Linked DNA regions of Sus scrofa: region 1 is linked to region 2. The links are chromatin contacts, called in public HiChIP or PLAC-seq maps. All regions are on one chromosome and are shown on one strand. Each heading gives the region's core, a stretch centred on a gene start, on an enhancer-like site or on the middle of the called end of the contact. The rest is flanking DNA. Distances are from core to core; before and after follow the strand shown.

What was found. HiChIP or PLAC-seq counts read pairs in DNA pulled down with a chosen protein or histone mark.
Region 1: an H3K27ac HiChIP or PLAC-seq map of alveolar macrophages shows a contact between it and region 2. The contact joins the promoter of ERGIC2 here to the promoter of IPO8 in region 2. A contact is called at or near these places in 2 of 5 promoter capture datasets (fetal skeletal muscle and liver), 1 of 47 Hi-C or Micro-C datasets (heart right ventricle) and 1 of 2 datasets of contacts at active chromatin or transcription factors (alveolar macrophages).

What each region holds. Positions count from the first base shown.
Region 1 is chr5:44,331,847-44,337,894 of Sscrofa11.1, reverse strand. It overlaps ERGIC2 (ERGIC and golgi 2), which reads right to left and starts at 3,665. Exons shown (of 14, transcript NM_001243932.1): 1 at 3,591-3,665.
Region 2 is chr5:43,096,806-43,102,241 of Sscrofa11.1, reverse strand. It overlaps IPO8 (importin-8), which reads right to left and starts at 2,493. Exons shown (of 25, transcript XM_003126400.5): 1 at 2,060-2,493. The coding sequence starts at 2,143.

The DNA of each region.
Region 1 (6,048 bases), core at 2,416-4,915, 1.2 Mb before region 2:
CTCTGAGCAGAACAAATTATCAATCCTTCCAGCTCTTTAATTTCCTGACTAGGGAAAAATATCCTCTTCCTTTCCCTTGGATTCCTCTCAGTCATCCAGTTCATTGCTCCCATTCACATTCCACCTGCCTTTGCATCCAGCTCAGTCAGACATTTTCAAAAACATATTTAGAAAGACCCTAGACCAGTGGTTTCCAGAACCACAGAATTACCATTCTGTAACAAAATTTTCTAGTTTGTACTAAATGAAAACAACAAGGCAATACACGAACTTTTTAAGTTAAATTCATTAAATTTAAAAATTTGTTCTTTATAATCTGAGATTTCCTTCCTTTTTTCACGTGTCAGTGTCCTTTCTTTCATGAAATGATAAAAATAGATAGCAAGTTTTGTTTTTAGATGTCCTTTTTTAATAAAATTAAAAACTGCAGTTCTATATCAGCCCTTAAATCCAGCCACTTTCCCTGACTATATATATTTTTGTACTGGTTAACAAAATCTAAAAATTTAAGAATCATTGCACTAGGTTCTTTGGCCCACTGGTTGGTGTTGCTCTTCACATTTTAACAATCTCTTGTATCGTATGTTCAATTTCTCTGCTAAACGGTCATATAAACTAAAAAATGAAACAAACTTCAGGAAGTCATTGATAACAACTGAGACTAAGACAATGCTTTGAAAAACTGCCTAGGGAATGACAAACCACATTTCATGCTGGAACACAGACAAATACATTATCAACACTCAATCTAAGTAATGTCATACAGCCAATATTTCATTATCTGTGTCCTGGTCAATATAAGGAGACTATCAGATGCTTTGCCAAAATTAAAATATAGAATTCAAAACACTTTTAGGTATGATCTGCTCAGTTAAGTTTAATTACCTCTCCAAACAAAAAACGGAGACACAATTTATCTCCTGCTACACACGCTGTATGAGCTAAGTTCTGTTTCATTATGTATTTGACAGTAATAGAAATATTTATTTAGTTATTTAGTTAATAAATATAGCCATTGTTGGGGATTGAACTGTATCCACCAAAAGGATACATTTAAGTCCTAATCTCTGGTATCTGTGAATGGGCCTTATTTGGAAACAGGTGGGGTTTTAAAGATATAATTAGTTAAGATGAGATCACACTGTATTAAGGAGGCCCCAAAACCAATGACTGGTGCCTTTATAAGAAGGCACTGTGAGGATACATAGACACACAAGGAAGAATGCCATGTGAAGACAGGCGGAGATTAGAGCAATGTATCTACAAGCCAAGGGGTGCCAATATGCAGAAGAGGCAAGGAGGAATTCTTTCTTGGGGTCCTCAGAGGGAAGACGGCCTTGCCAACACCTTGATCCAGAGAGAACAAACTTCTACTTCTTAAGCCATCACTGAACTTCAGAAACAAAAAGCAAAACCAAAAAACAATTCCTGTAATTTTAAACTACTTGATTATATTGCATTAAAATACTGTAAAATTTTTATTAAAGATAAAGTAGTTTTACTCTACAAACACTAGATATCAAAAAAGCACTTATTCTTTTTATGTTAAAACTTTTTTCAATAGTTAAACGTTGTTTTAAAAATTACTTACAGTAGCATAACTCAAACAAATCTAATAATCCTCCAGATTTTTCTTTTTTTTTTTTTTTTTTTTTTTGTCTTTTTGCCTTTTCTAAGGCCGCTCCCACAGCATATAAAGGTTCCCAGGCTAGGGATCTAATATCTGAGCCGTGTCTGCCACTTACACCACAGCTCACAGCAACACCAGATCCTTAACCCACTGAGCAAGACCAGGGATCGAACCTGCAACCTCATGGTTCCTAGTCAGATTCATTAACCACTGAGCCATGATGGGAACTTCATCCTCCAGATTTTTAAAAAGTTTACTTGGAAGCCAAGTAAGATGGTATAAACAGGAGTTTTGTGACCAGAAAAACTTGGGGTATATATTAATAATATAGACTGAAGAGTGTTTAATCAATTTGGGGATCAGTGAAAGATTGCTTTAAAAAGCATCTTCTTCAGTCTATATTTTAAGTACAAAGACAACATTTTGTAAGTAGATAAAGAAGATAGAAAACAAAAACTTAAAAATAACAAGTGCTAACACAAAATGAATGCTAACTGTAATGTCAGGCCTTGTTCTAGGTGCTTTTTATGTTTTAGCTCATTTGATTATCACCACCCACCTTACAAGTTAGGTATTATTATTCCCATTTTGCGGATAAGGAAATTAAGGCACAAAGAGGTTAATTTACCTATCATGACATTAAGAGGCAGAATCAGAATAAAAATTGAAAAACTGTTGGGTAGGATTTGCAGCAGGCACAGACTGCCTAAAAAGTAACTTCTATTAAAAATAAGTTTCAATATTTCTTCCAATTAAGTCACTGACCCTGAAAGAAATTTATCTGTTTTTCTAATTCTTTTTTATTGCTGTTGTTGCAGACTAGTACTGATTTCCTTTGGGACTTTCAAGTTTGATATACTTTTTTGACGTGTACCTTCCAACAATTACAACATTTAGTTGTGACTGAAGCTTATCGTCAAAAAGAAAGCAATTCCTCCCCTCCCCCAAGAAAACCACGATTATTTTTCATATTGTTCCTCTAAGAGAACTGAAATAATTGAGTCAGTCTGGAAACATCAATGAATAAATTAAGTAAGAAGGCGTAAGTCCTGAATTCTTCAGTGAATAAGTCTCATTCATTTCTTTATTGTGACTATATACTATAGTTCAAGGAAATAGGTACAACTTCGAACAAATGAATAAATTCCATTTTTAACTGTATCTTTATAACTGCTTCTGAAAGCCAGTCTTGAAACATTTTAACAGATATTATGTAACTTTGAGTTAAGTCTCAAGGGCACTAAATCCTAAATGTAAAATCCCTAGAACGTGTTTTCTCAATGACCTATCAATTCTATATACTACCAATGTCCAAGGCTACTCTATACCACGAGTTGACATATCATCTTATGAGGGTTTCTTAACCCTCGAGGGTTTCAGAAAAGTGGTGACACTCGAACCTGTCTCCCCTGTAGCATCTTGACGTGCCCTGCCCCTTTCTCGTTTTCCCAAGCGGCGTGCAAACCTCTCGAGGAGAGGCCAAGAGCTCGGTCTTTCCTAGAAAGAGGAAGCAACTTGCTGCGAAGAATTCGATATTTGTCTGAATGGGGGTGGGGAGCCAGACACCCGGGAGGATCGGGACATGATCCAGCTGGTAGCCACAACACGGGACCCTCCACGCCTGTGTACGGAAGGAGCCACTGGGGCACCGGGCACTGAGAGAAGCAACGGACCAGGGTCAGCAGCTAGCAGGGAGCACCTAAACTCCAAGTTGTAAGAAAGCTCAAACACTGGACTAGGGAAAGGGGTCCAGGCGCAGCGCTGCCCAGGGTCCTGCCAATAAACGCCCCCGGCGGAGGTAGGAAGAGCAGCTCCTAGTCCAGCCCGCTCTCCAGAGGAGAGGAATTATGCCAGAGAGCCAGCCCTTTGACGGGCTCTGAGCCCCTTTAACGACGTTCACGCCCTGAACAGCCCTGTAATAACCAAGGGAACAGCACCCGGCGGCGTTTCGGTATTTTACCTTGTGTTACGGTCCCAGCCGACCGCCATGTTTCACAGAAGCCCGGGCGGCCCGGGCTCCCGTTCACCCGGAAATATCGCGCGAACAAAAGCGACTACTACCGTTGAAAACGTCAGAAGGGAGACGACGTAGAGTTCTCGCGGTATTACCTTTGATGACGAGCGGCTTTGCAAATTCACAGGCGTGGTCCGAATGAAAGGGGCGTGGCGAAACGGTACTGAAGTTTAAACTTATTTCATTTGTAACTATATCGTGGTTAAGGAATTAATTTCTCCAGGAAGGGATTTATCTACCGACTGACAAAGGCAACAGAGCGAATCCAATCTCAACTCCTCAAACAATACTTCGTTACTAGTCAGAATTACTAGTTGCAAGAGTTACCGTTTGCCACCTTATCCACATCAATCCTCCAAACTCTGCACCACGTTGTGTGCCTTCTCTTTCTTAGCCTCTTTATTTTTTTCTATTAAGAGCATTTAAACTTTGCTTTCCAGACACGAGGAACACTTAATTATTTGCTAAAGGTTTTTCTTGTCTACCAGATAGTAAATTCTGTTAAGAAAGCACATCAGTCTTCCTTGATGGTTATATTACCAATACCCTACTATGCATGCACATATTTGTTGAGAAAAAAAATTAATATTTCATTCACTTTTCCCTAACACTTCATATTATAAGAAAGGTAATGGAACTTTGGAAAGAAAGAGCTCAAAGAGTAAGCTTATGTGTTACAGAGATTTTAATTGTATAATTTATTGACCGAGAATACAAAGGCATAATTCTTAAATTATAATTATATAATTATTATAATTATAAAACTAATTCTTAAAGGGAAAGCACTGTTTTTCCCCCAGGTAGGCACTATTTAAAATGCTTTACTTATTTAATTTAATCCTCACAACTGTGTAAGATAATAACATTATTTTCCAGTTTAATAAATAAGGAAATTGAGTCAAGTGGCAGTTAGGTAATTTACCCAAAGTCAGATAGCTGGAAGAAGCAGAGAAATCTTGACCACAAGACTAAACTACCCTTCAGAGAAGCAAGTCATCATTTTGTTTAGTGAAGTAACATTTATTGAAATATGAAATTTCACTAAATTTAAACTCTCCTAGAAAAAAAGGAGGGGGGCAGATAAAGAGCTTCCATTGATGCAATTTCAATTCCAGACTTTCATGGCAAGGTTAACCCAAAAATTTTAAACCAACTCTAAGTTGATGTAAAGTTTCTTTTTCACGTATTTAAGAGAAAGCATAGTCTGTAACAGTTAAGATCATGGACACTATAGCTAGGCTTTCCTGGGTTAAAATTCCAGTTCAATCACTTGTTAGCATGTGAACTGGGCACATTATTTCATCTCTTTTCCTCTATAAAGTGGCACGATAATATCTCAAAGATTGTTATGAGAACTCAGTTAATGTATAGCTAGAGTGTTTCTTTACCTTAGCAAAAGGCACCATCAGCCCTTCCTTCCTTGTGGGTCTGAGATTGTATGGGCTCTTGCATGGCTGTTTGTTGTGCACCTGATCCCTGGTCTCCAGAGTAGTCTACATTCAGGGTAACAACTACCTCCATAAGAGTTGAATTTCCCACTATAACTGACTAATTTGATCCTGCTTATATAAAAAACTTCTCACCATCTTCCAAGATACTAAATGAAGACTAATTTCCTCCTGAAGATTGAAACACTGCTTAACTTTAAAGAGGGACAAGTATTTAATTCTATGTTATTGGTGGTATAATATCTGGAAAACAATTTGCTTCCAAAATATATCCATGAATTATGTATTACTGAGACTGTGTCAAATCCATTTTGCTTGCCTTCACTAATCAAGGTGAAGACTTGCATGTCCTTCAAGAAGTACATGGCCTAGAAAATAAGATGTTTGCCTGAGTTATTTTCCAGAAACTCAGAGTGAGCTCTGTCTAATTCCGGCTAAACTGGTTCAGGCAGGATGGGAACCACTAACCCTTCAGCTGGGCATGTGGACTGTCTGCTTGGTGACCTTTTGAAGGTACAGAGGCCTATAGTTTAGTAACCCTGCATAGAATGACCATTAGCTCACCTTTTTCCAATCATCTTTTTCTACTATCCCCAATCCCCACTGCACCCCTCCGACCTCTCTGCTTCCCCCACCCCCTCTTTTTTGGCTGCCCCGAGGCATATGGGAACTGGAGTTCCCAGGTCGGGGATCAGATCTGAGCCACAGTTGCAAACTAAGCCACTGTTCTGGCTGGGATTGAACCTGCATGCCAGCACTTCCAAGCCGCCACCAATCCCATTGCACCACAGCAGGAACTCCCCTCTCTGCTTCTTCATCCCATAAATAGCCAGGGCCCTTTGCCTTCAAGGAGGCGGATTTGAGATTTGTCCTTTGGTCTCCTTGTTTAACTGCCTTGTGAATAAACTGTCTTTGCTGCAAATCTCTGCATCTCAGCGTTTTGGCTTGCTGTGAGT
Region 2 (5,436 bases), core at 1,244-3,743:
AGGCTGTTATATTTTGAAACTGCCTATTCTTCTAAATGCCAACTGACAAATCAATCAGGACACTGTAGAAACTGCCCCCATTTCCTACACAGAGCATATTTGCTGATGAGGGACCTAGACTAAAATAAATGAGCTGGACTCTAATCTTTTATGGTAGACTACCCACCTGTTTATCCCACAAAGAAGGATGCTACAGTTGTGGTAAAGTATAAGCATACAAAGCCCGACCTTAAAATCATATTTTATTAAAAGATTATGTGACATTATACTTTGGTCATCTATTTAACAGAAAATTCAAAAAAAGCTTAAAAGCATGTTAATCCAAAGCATTATACAAAATATAATGCTAAATGAGTGACATAGCAATAAGCTACTTTTAGAAGCTGCAGAGGAAACTGCAGTCTGTGATGACTTGAGAGGATATTGTGCAGGGCAGGGTAGAGTAAGGTTGGAATGGATTTGCTATGAAAGAAAGGGTCCTAAATGTCTTTGCAGTTCTGAAGTTTTTCTCACCTACATTTTCCTCATCTGTAAAGTCAACTGCACTTATACACTGATGACTAAGAAACAAAGCAACAGTAGGCTAACAGAGGCAGGGAAATACAACATGATATCAAAGATATGATCCCCTATAGACACTGTAAAAATAACATCTGGCCTCACCATGAAGAGAAGAGGGTCACAAACAGGCCAACTGCCCTGTTCATACTAGCAGACTGCAAATTCAGCTCTTGCTTTGTCCCTCCTAACCAAAGCCTGGATTACTACTCTTCCAGCCAAGCAGTATATAGTACTTTTTCTCTGCAAAGCCTCGGACAGGTACTGTCTTTTAACTTTCCCCTATTGTAAGTGAGAGCCCTTTTCTTTTTGAAGTACCAAAACATTCCCTTTGGGGCTTCAGTTCAACTCAACCTTCTCTCCAGAGTCAGTGTTGTCACTCACTCTTTTAACACATGGAAATCCTAGATTCACACTTATTCCACTGGATTTCCCATTAAAATAACCCCTTTCAAAGGTTCACAGTTTAACCAGGGAAAACTTAACTCCCACAGAACATTTACTTGGGAAAGTCGTTGTTACACTTTAGGAAACACAGAATCACCTAGTTAGCTAATTAAAACACCAATCATTAGACCCCACTCCCAGAGTTTCTTTAAAGTCTAGAGTGAAGCCCCATAATTTGCACTTCCAACAAGTTCCCAAATGACACTGATGCTACTTATCCTGGGCAACACTTTGAGAACCACTAATTTAGGTATATTTCTTTACATTTTAAGGATTACTGCAACCTCAAACAGCTGTCACTCTATCCATTAACAGACCTTAATTCGTACTTTTTAGTGAGAAGGCTGTGATTTATTCCTACAGGTGAGGAGGAAAATATAAGCTAGTATGGAAATGTCGGTGCTATCACTCGAACTAAGGCTAGTTCATAAAGATAGAGGATGGAAGATAAAAGAAAGTCTTACACATTTTACCATTTATAAAAAATTCCTACAAATATTACTCGGCGTATCTTTTGTAAAGCAGTACCACCATGAAAAAACTCTTCCGGCAGCATTTCCCAGCGCTCCAACAAAACTGCCAATCAGTGTCTACACGGTCCTGCCAACCCCGCAGAAGCAGGCAATGGGCAGGGTTTGCCAGAGCAACACCTAAAAAGGGCTGGATCTGCAGAAAAACCGAACTCAGATTTGAATTTTAGGTGTATTTTCCCACCAAGTCAGCGAACTTAAGGAAAAGAAATCACACCCTGAAAACACTAGCAAAGCTTGCTAAAGCTTCTTTTTGCGAACCAAACGGGCTCAACAAACTGCACTAGGGAAGGAAAACGACAGGAAAGATGCAAAGGTGGCCAACAGGTGCGTGAGCCGCTGAGAAAAGATCCCAGGAGAGCGGCGCCACCGGACCCCGGAGCGGGGGCTGGGGCGGGGGTGGGACAGGCCGAGAGACGCGTCGGGGTCGGGGCCCGGGTGCTGGTGGAGATCCGGGGTGCGGAGAAGAGAGAGCCCCGAGAGCCAGCTCGGCGGCAGGGGGGCGCCGCAGGCCCGCTCCTCACCTGGTTGAGTTCATTCTCAGCTGCAATCCGCAGCTTCGGGTCGATGGTGCCCTTCAGCGCCTGGATGATCCGGTTGAGGTCCATCTCCCGGGCGGGGGCTCCGCGGCCCCCGGACCAGTAGGCCAGACAGCAGCTTTAGTTTTTCTTTTGACCCTCTCAGCCTCCTCCTCCGCGACCCCTGCACTACCTCACTCCCCAACCTCCGCCACCGTCGCCACCTGCAGCCACTTGCTGCGCCACTCTGACTCCGCGCCCCCTGTCCTCCCTTTCTACCCCCCACAACTCGCTCTCCATTCACCCTTTTACGACAGCCGGTGGGAGGCGGGAGAAGTAAGAAGAGGAAGCGGCGCCTCTTTTACGGCGGCCTCTTCCCCCGGGCGTGATGCTATATGGCTGCTCCTACTGGCGGCCACCATGCTCCTGTACGGAAAGTGGTCTCGGCTTCTTCCCCAGAGGAAAACGTCTCACCAGCTCCGGCAGGAGGCCGCCTTGCTGCCATACGGAAAACAGCCTCCCGCCTCTTCCCAGAGAGGGAAACGAGCTGGCTAGGTGTCTCTTACAGCTGCTTCCAAATTAAGCATGTATGGATGGAGCGGCACTTTTTGTTAGTCCGAGAACCGTTTGGGCATCATTACAACGGAGCCTCTTCCAGAGCAGACTTTTTGGGACCTTGAGATCATCTAGCCCACGGGAGGACGGACTTCCCTCGGTCTGTGGGAGCCATCATTAGTTCTTTCATTCACACACTCATTGACTGAACATTTTTAAACATGTATTTTTGAGCCCGCGTACTGAGATATTTAGGTACCACATTATAACAAAATGAATTCAATGCAGGTTACTATGAAGGAACTTAGGGTGTGATAGAAGACACAAAGGTAAACAAAAAATATACTTAAACAAAGTAACTGTGGAAATACAGAGATCAGAGGAACTGATATGCCTGAGAGTTTCCGAAATTTTTTCAAATCTTTTCAGAAAAACAGTTAAAGGCAAGAAAGGTTATACTGTTTCCACTGTGGACATATCTGGCCCCACAATTTCAATAGCATAAAAATATGAAAGAGCTAGTTGTTCCTGAGGTTAACCCAGAAAAAGAGAGTTCAGATTACATTTGTAAAGATGACTGTGGGCAAAATGCAATTAAAAGGGGTGTGATCGTTCCAGGAGCAGATAATCGGGAAGGACTGGTTCAGTTAACTGGGTTCAATGTAGAGTAGAAAATACGTGGCGGAAAACTTAGATGCCTGAAATCCCTCCTCTCTGCAGAAGCTGTAAATGGGACCACACCCTTCAGCTGGGTGCAAAAGTGCCTAGTTCTCTGGCTTCTCCAGTTTTGCCTGTTCTCTACATTTCCATCAGAGTAATGTTTCTTAACAGTCAATATTGTCATGTTCCTTACTTGATGATATCCTATCAATTTCCAGGTAAAATACAAACTCCTTAGCACTTCAAGTTATTATGAAACATAGTGCCTTTCATCCTCACACTATTTCCTTATCCCACTCTCTTGGACCTCAGGGATCTAAAACTCCTTGACCTCTGAAACCTTAACTCCAGTATCCTCTTTTCAATTTAGGACCCTTTTCTTCCATTTTTTCTCTCCCTCAATAATTCTATACTTGTTTTCCAACCCAGTCACTTTTCAGTCCTCCTAGCTTATCCAGTCCTGACCACATACACATCCTTCTCTGCTGTTCAACTCCCAATTTAACTTTTCATATCTACCCTTGACCCACTGTGCAAATTGACACTGTTACAAATTGACACTGTGTTCTTTTATCGGGCTCAACAATCCTATTTGTTTCCTTTGTTCAGCAAAATCTTCAGCACCTCAGCAACTGTCCCAACCCTTGAGACCCTTCTCAAACTCCCTACCTCTTTCCACAGAGCCCTGCAAAGATGAAAAAAAAAAAAAACCATTTGATTTTGTAATGGTTTGTAAAAGTTTTTCCTATATTTTCAACCTCTTTCTCTCCACTGATTGAACCTCAGCCTAAAAACATTTCCCCCCAGTTTAAAAAAAAAAAAAAAAAAACTTTCTTCAGTAATGCTATTGGGGTTTTGTTGTTGTTGTTTGTTTGTTTTGTTTGTTTGTTTGTTTGACAATGCCCACAGTATGTGGAAGTTCCCAGGCCAGGGATTGAAACCAAGCCATAGCAGTGACCCAAGCCACTACAATGACAACACCAGATTCTTAACCCACTGCAGCGAAAGAGGACTCCCTATTGTTCATTCTTTTTCACTTTCATGCCAAAGAATGGTGTTCGTTTCTTCTCTACTTCCTTGCTTCCTCTCCATGCTTCCATCGGCTATTCCCAGACTTCTGCCCTCGTTTCCCCTACTGAAACTGCCAACAAAAATCAACACAGATCATTTAGTTGGTATCTAAAGATACATGCATTTGATATATGCAAGAGACAGTTTTAGTTCTTAAAATATCTCTCTCTCTAGTATCTGGCACTGTACCTTTTACATACAGATATAGATAGGTAGATGATGATAGATAGATAGATAGATAGATAGATAGATAGATAGATAGATAGATAGATAGATTAGATAGATAGATAGATAAACAATATCTTTATATTCCACAACTAAATGCTGGTAAGGATGCATAGAAACTGGAACACTCTTATATTGTTGGCAGTTTAAAATGGTGTAGCCTTCCTGGAAAGCACTGGCTAAAAAAAAACAGCTATGCCATGGAATACTACTGAGCAGTGGAAAAGAATGATATATGCAACAACCTGGATGAATCCTGGATAAGAATCATGCCAAGTGAGGGGGAAAAAATGCCAATCCCAAAAGGTCACATACTATCTGATACCATTTATATAACTTTTTAAATGTAACATTCTTAAAATAACAGATCACAAAAATAGCAGATCAGTGATGGTGAGGATTAAAGTGGGAATGAGGACAAGAGGGAAGTGGGTATTACTATAAAAGGGCAACATAAAGGATTCTTGTGGGAATGGAAATAACCTGTATCTTGATTGCATCAATCTCAATATCTTGGCTGTATTACTGCACCAGAATTTTGCAAGATGTTACCATTGAAAGAAACTGGATAAAAGGTTCAGGGGGCTCATCTGTATTATTTCTTACAACTACATAAGAATCTACATGGAGTTCCCATCGTGGCACAGTGGTTAACGAATCAGACTAGGAACCATGAGGTTGCGGGTTCGATCCCTGCCCTTGCTCAGTGGGTTAACGATCCGGCATTGCTGTGAGCTGTGGTGTAGGTCGCAGATGCGGCTCGGATCCTGCGTTGCTGTTGCTCTGGTGTAGGCCGGAGGCTACAGCTCCGATTCGACCCCTAGCCTGGGAACCTCCATATTACCACGGGAGTGGCCCAAGAAATGGCAAAA